2 separate regions of the Rattus norvegicus genome follow, and region 1 is linked to region 2. The links are chromatin contacts, called in public Hi-C maps. All regions are on one chromosome and are shown on one strand. The core of a region is the stretch at or near the end of the contact, and the rest is flanking DNA. Distances in the headings are between cores, read along the strand shown. Region 1 has its middle 89 kb from the start of Tpo. Region 2 holds the start of Pxdn (peroxidasin).

Region 1 (3,227 bases), core at 606-3,105, 98 kb before region 2:
GACCAAAGTCACCTGAGGAGGAAAGTGTTTATTCAGCTTATATTTCCCCATCACAGTTTATCATCAAAGGATGTCAGAACAGGAACCCAAACAGGGCAGGAATCTGGAACCTAGAGTGACACAGAGGCCATGAAGGAGTGAGTGTTGTTTACTAGCTTGCTCCTCATGGCTTTTTCCAGTCTGATTTCTTATAGAACCCAGAACCACCAACCAGTTCATGGATGGTACCACCTACAATGGGGTTGGCCCTCCCCATCAATCAGTAACTAAGAAAATGCCCTAACAGGCTTGCCTACAGCCTGATCTTATGGAGGCTTTTCTTAATTGGGGCTCCCCCCTCTCAGATGACTTCGGCTTGTGCCAAGTAGACTTAAAACTATCAGTCACAGACTTTTGACCTATAAAGTCCTCTGACCCTGAGCTGGGGCCCCACATTCTGTGTGATCTCGTGGATTTGGGTAAGAAATGGAAAGGTGTTTCTATTCTGAAACTCTGCCCCTTGCTCAGCAGAGCCCCCAGTAGCTCTTGACCTCAGTGGGCCTCTGGTCATCTGGCCATGGCCATTCCCAGTAGTAGGAGCCGAATGTCAACAGGCTGGTTCCGCTGTGCAATGACAGCAAGTCTAGTGGAGAGAAGCTGAGTAAACACTTTCTACTAGATGGAAATCAAGCTGGAGACTGCCAGCTTGGGGGTCTCCGTCCTTGATGGGTGAGCTCCGGAAAGCCCAGAGCTGTGTCTAAGAAGCCATTTAACATTCAGTTATGGCCATGGGCGTTTTCCTCATGAATCCAGGTTCACCGTCACACCACTGGAATCACAGTCCCAATCGTCAAGCAAATAACGCATCTCACACCTGGCATTTGAATCAATATGAAAATGGCTTTTCGAGTTTCTTCTGCTAACCACAGAAGGGATTAGCACACACCTCCCAGGACTAAGCTTTCCACTGAGGTGTTTGTGGAGAGGCTAAGTAGCTAAGTACCTATCTGGAGGATAATACATCTCAAGAGTAAGTAGTAAGACAGACAGCTCATCTTGGCATTTCTCCTCCCCGTCTTCCAGGATCCCCACTATGCTGAGCTCCATAGGAAAGTTAAGGTTTGGGGACATGCAGTGGGGTCCCTGGACATCAAAACCTGTAGGTAATGACCATAATGGAAACTCCCCTGGTGAGAACCACTCTCCTCTAGGCAAATCAGTACAGACTTCAAGGTTTGACGTAGAACTCAGCCCCGGGATGTTCACTTCAGTTGACCCTAAACTTTGGAGTGTCTCTTTTGAAATTTCAAGGTTTTATTTTTAGGAAGGAACCATCCCAGGCCTTGTCCCTGCAGAGGACATGGAACAAGGCCATCTCTCCCTGGCCCCAGTCCCTGCACACTGGGCAAATAAAGTTCCAGGTTACCACAGGAAGCCAAGAATACAGACTCCTCTGGAAAGTGAACGCAGGCCACTGGCATGTGTGAGGGGCCGTTTCTGCCTCCCTGCCTTGAATTGGGGCAGGCATTCCACTAAATGCCTCAGTTAATTCCACCAGAATTTTCTGAAAGGACGCTAGGTTCTCCCAAATTAGCTGGGAGCCTCATGAATACCCAGCGCCATGCTTCCCACCCCACTGTTCAGGGGTACCCACTTCATCTGTGGGACAGCTGTGACCACAGTGTCTCAGCCTTCCTTGGCACCCCTCCCTGGAAAGTACCACAGCAGAGACTTTGGCCCTCTAGTCCCACATGGCTCACAGGGGCTTGGAGAGTAAAACAAAAGCCTTTTGTTGGAAAGAGGCCTTGGGAGAGCAGGGGCCTCCCTGGCTCCGTGCTCTGTCTGCCCAGCCAGGCCACTCTAAGCTGACTAGCCACACATTTCCCACGCTTCATGGCCTTTGGAGACACTGTACTGAGAAGGAGGGTGTTGAGGTTATCCCAAATCACTGAGTCATTCTCTAAAGTTGCATTTTCTGTCCAAAGTGGACTGCCCCCCCCATACACACACACAAATGCACACATATAGGACTAATAAAGACTGAAATTCTCTGCCCTCGGGTCATCAAGGCTAGGTTACTGTGCACAGGAAGTTTCTCACAGGAATGTCCATTTCTACAGAAGAGGAGGATCAAGTCTAACTCTGTGTCCAAGCAAGATCTCATCTCCCAAGAAACAATCTGGTTTCTTCCCAAGCCACGGAGGCTCCGGCTGGCGCTAGGATGAGTCAAGGGACCATAATCTTTCTGGTATCCCTGGGACGTGTATTCTGTCACCGATCTGGCTGATAGTCACCGACGTCCCTGCACTGTGCCTTGGTGGCCAGTGTTACTTGGGTAGCCCCACAAGAAAATCTAGACCACCTTGTTTATACCCAAAGATACAGGTGGGGGAACTGAGGAAACCAGAGTCTACCATCCTTGTCTAATTCTTTGTGGACAGCAGAGGAAGACTGTGCACCCCATTTGCAGCTGAGTAGCAGCATGTGAGGCCAGCTGGGTAGAAATGATGCTAAGCCAGGGAGACAATGGGCCAGCAGGGAGGCTAAGCCGGGATTGGGCCATGGTGGGTAGCTGGGGTGAGGAGGATAGCTGGGGCTGGAAGGAGGCTGGGGTGATGAGCAGCTGTACTAAGTTGGTGGGCAACATTGCCGAGCTCTAGGTAGAGCACTCTACTCATTTTTTTTCCAAACTATAAGAACAAATCTTTTATTGAGAGAGGGTTCATTAATCCTTCTTGGTTGCTGCCTTCCTCATGGCTGCCAGCTCATTGCTCAGCTCCTCCCACTTTCTCTTGGCAAAGACGTGCGCGCCCACCCTCTGCTTGATGACCCTGAGTACCTGCTTGTCCTTGGACACTTTAGGCAACTCCATGGCACGTCCCTCGTAAGGCACGAAGCTGCACACCTCCCGGATCATGTTCTTGCTCCAGATACAGACAAGCAAACTCAGTCTGTGGCGGCATCCTCTGCTCCAGTTTTATCCATCTTTAAGTTCTATACTGTGTCCCAAATGTATAAGTTAAGATCCCAGACCCAACACCCGCGAGTGTAACTGTCCTTGGAAGTAGTTTACAGAGGTGGTTATGTTGAAAAGAGGTCATTATAACATCCAGTCAACTGGGGTTGTTACTGAGAGGACAGGACACAGACACACAGAGGGACAATCATCTGAGAACACTGGAAAAGATGCCCTGCACTGGCCAGTGAGGGAGCCCCAAGAGACAGAAAGCTGCCAGCATCTTCATCTC
Region 2 (3,464 bases), core at 365-2,864:
TCCAAGTTTTGGCCATTGACTCACTACAGAAATTCTCTGTATTTGGAGACGTTCCACCCTGGCCCAATTTGAAACGTTTACTGCTTTACAGCACACTGTCTATCCTCTCAGATGCAGCCTTGGCTGACCATCCACACCCTCTGGAATGGAAGCCTTATTTAGCTCTTCAGAGGACTAAGCTAGGCACTCCCACCCCAGACTGGTCGGGTAGCCTGCATGATCTCCCCCAGAGGAAGTAGGACACCCATGCACTTTTAGAAGTGAGAACACTGACCGCCCACTCCTTGAATAGTTCCCTCAGATTTTTATAACTTTCGCAGGCATCCTCAGAGATGCCAAAATCTTCCAGTCCAGTCACAAAAAGTGAAAACTCTTTTTGGAATGCAGAAGTGCAGCTGCAGGACCCTGAATTACAGTTGGCCCCTAAACGCATGCCTGCCTACACAGAACCAAATCTCAGTACACACGGAGGCCTGTAGCCAACTCTGCAGCACTGGGATTCCTTCAGATCTAGAGGTTTCAGGAAAGGCGGAAAGCTAGAGAGGTGCACAATTTCAGGTAAAAGCCAGGAAGTGGAGGATCTCTGTGAAACTGACCAACTGAATAGAAACAGCAAGAGGGGTCCCCTGAGCTGCCCAGAACTTGGCCACCCGCACGGTGGTGGGTCCTCCATGGCATCTAGGACGCCAGGCTTCTTCCAGGCAAAGAAAAAGCTCCCTACAAGGGCTGCGCCCAACAGAACCCGCAGGACACCCAGCGAACTTAAAGGCTCTAGCGCAGAAGCGGATCTGTGGCACCGCGGGAAGCAGAATCTGCAAGAGAGGTTTCCTTGGCGCAGGGTGCTGTGCGGTGGGCCTCGCTCCAGGAAGAGGGGAAGGGGGGGCAGGTATACTGATGGAGGAAGAAGGGGGAGGAAGAAGGGGTCGGAGGAGGGACGACCCAACCCCAGGCCTGCGCTTTAGAGGAGAGAGGAAACTCGTGTAGAGGGAAAGTTGAGAAGACACCGGAGGGGAGGCCGGGACGGGAAGGCGCAGGAGACACGCCGGGCTTTCCCTGGCGACTCCCTACTACTTCCCGGTCCAGCGGGAGATTCCAAGTTTGAACAAAGGCGGCTCCCCAGGCCGCGCGCTAAGCGCTCAGGTCCGCCCCTGGCGTCCTCGCCAGGACGGACAAAAGGCCCAGCACACCCTGCGCCGGATGCCGGGATACCCAACATCGCCAAACCAGTACCCACGTCCCCCAGGCTACCCACGGCCCTCGATCTCCCTAAATCGCACGCTCCGCCGACCCCAGCGCCCCCGGGCCGCACTCACAGGATGGAGGTCTGCGGCGCCACCGCGGGCACGGCCTCCAACAACAGATGCATGCAGCGCACGGTGGTACGAAAGCACAGGCAGCGGCTTGGACAGCCTGCCCCTTGCTTCGAGGCGACCACCGCCATGGCCCACCAGGCGAAGCACAGCACGAGTGCCAGCAGGCAGCGGCGCGTGGGGCGCACGGCCATGGCAGACGGCGCGGACAGGCGCTGGCACGCGTGGACAGCAGCGGAGGAGGCCTCGGCGGGCGCGTCCACCGCCGGCTCCCAACTGAGCCCTCAGGTCTCCGGCCCACGTCCCAGCTGTGCGCGGGGGGCGGGGGGGGGCGCCAGCTGTGCACATGCGCGTGGCTCCGCCCCCTCTCAGTCTCGCAGTGGGCGGGGGCTGGGCAATCACCAGGGCCTTGGTGTCTGAACCTAGCGACCCTTCTTGGAGGTGCAGCCGGGCCTCCTTGGACTGCAGGACCAGCGCACACAGACTCCACTGTGGGGGTCGCCTGGAGGTGCAGAGGCGTGGATTAAGACAGGGTTTGGATCCCCGATTCTCCTTTTAAAACTGCAGTGCTACAACTAAGTTACCCCACATCCCTTTCTCCCTGTATCCAGGGGTTTTTTATTTACTGGTGATGCCTTGTTTTAAACACTTAAAAGTGTTGTTGTGTTCTAGGAAGTGTGCTTTCTTGCTCTGCCTCTTTTTCCTCTGTGCCCACCACTGCTCCCACACAAAAACATCTCTCTCTACTTTTCCTCATTCCTACGGAGGCACAGACCCTGAGAGCACAGCTTGTAGGAAGGCTGTAGTGATTAGAAGCTTTCTAGGGAGGGGTGCCTGAGGCCTCCAACATTCACCGCCAATGAGGAACCCTGCCCACCCGGTGCTTCCCTTGTGGGAAAGATGGAGAACACCTGTGGCCACCTCAGATGGATTTTTGCCTGGACAGCCCTTTCTGGCAAGCAGACTGAAATCTCTGAAACTCTAAACCAACCTAGATCTGAGACCTTAAATTTCCCCTCCGTGTTTTGTTACTTTGTTGACAAAACAACACACCAGCTGTATCTGTACCTGCAAACTACTGTGTTTCCACTCGGACTGGGGAGAGGGGGAGGGTTTCTGAGGGTCTAACAACAGGGTACTGGCCAGGGATGGGGTCACATTCAGGCAGTGTCAGGAGGCTTCAGATGCACTGCTGGCAGGCTGTACCACAGAGGAACTGGAAGAGGCTCCAGCTCCTAATCACTGGGACCGCTCCATGGTTGGCGTACCTCCAACCATCTGCAGCTTGTATCCCAGAGAGAGATCAGGATTAAGGCCGTCCTGCTAAACCGCCAGCATGGTATCACTTTCCCACCGCCAGCATGGTATCACTTTCCCGCTACACTCTCTTGAGTAGCTCCTGAGAGTAAGAATGGCTCAACCACAAAGCCCCTGAGAGGCTGCCCGCCCCAGCAGACCTTCACCGCCTTGAGCTCCTACTGAACCAGAGCTAAGTTTCCATATGGGCAGAATTTCCAGGTATTGCAGTGGAGATGAGCACAGGATAAGATGGGACAGTCTAGCCTGTGTACTGTGAGATAGACCAGTCTCCTATCTCCTACAGTTAGTACAAGTCAGGGGCTTGACGGACCCCACCCAGAACAGACAGCCTTGCCTTCAACCACAGATACAAATCCAGGGTCCCTAGGCGACTCACCTGCCTCACCAACTTGTCTGAAAAAACCTTAGTTAAGTGTATGATACCAGAAACCAAAAATATCTTTTTCCTAAAAATCTGCACTTTCCCCCTTAACCCTTGTGTAGTCTCCCTGCTGTGATTTTCCATAGCTGGCCAATCTGGAAATTATCATCACCGCAGGTTGCCTCACCTCCTGTGTAAGTTCTTACCAGGCATATCAGTCCATGTCTCCAGCATCATGCTGGTGCAATAGTCTCACCCCTGAGATCCAAACACTCCCAATCTCTAGCACCCACAGCAAGCGCCACATTTCCAGGTGTCACAAAGTACAACCCTCGCTGTTCTGTACAGCTGCTGTTTCCTACCCATCTGTGATGTTTGGTTTGGCAGGATAAAAGCGTCCTGTGACTCCTTAAGAATAGATGCTCCCCTGGAGGTACTTTGTAGATGTGGCTAAAACTGACCCGTGGGCTTGG

What was found. Hi-C and Micro-C count contacts between places; a contact is called where the count stands out from the background.
Region 1: a Hi-C map of frontal cortex shows a contact between it and region 2, with 1.9 times the contacts expected there. The contact joins the enhancer-like site here to the promoter of Pxdn in region 2. A contact is called at or near these places in 6 of 12 Hi-C or Micro-C datasets (the A7r5 cell line, Schwann cells, frontal cortex and 3 more).

What each region holds. Positions count from the first base shown.
Region 1 is chr6:52,404,974-52,408,200 of GRCr8, reverse strand. No RefSeq gene overlaps it. Among named protein-coding and RNA genes, the nearest start is that of Tpo, 89 kb to the left of the region's middle. Within about 2 kb of position 1,855, at least 25 of the 93 cell types and tissues checked have an H3K27ac peak or open chromatin away from gene starts, as enhancers often do. A contact at or near this core is called in the A7r5 cell line, where this site is marked.
Region 2 is chr6:52,306,524-52,309,987 of GRCr8, reverse strand. Pxdn (peroxidasin) reads right to left here and starts at 1,614. Exons shown (of 23, transcript NM_001271261.1): 1 at 1,314-1,614. The coding sequence starts at 1,504.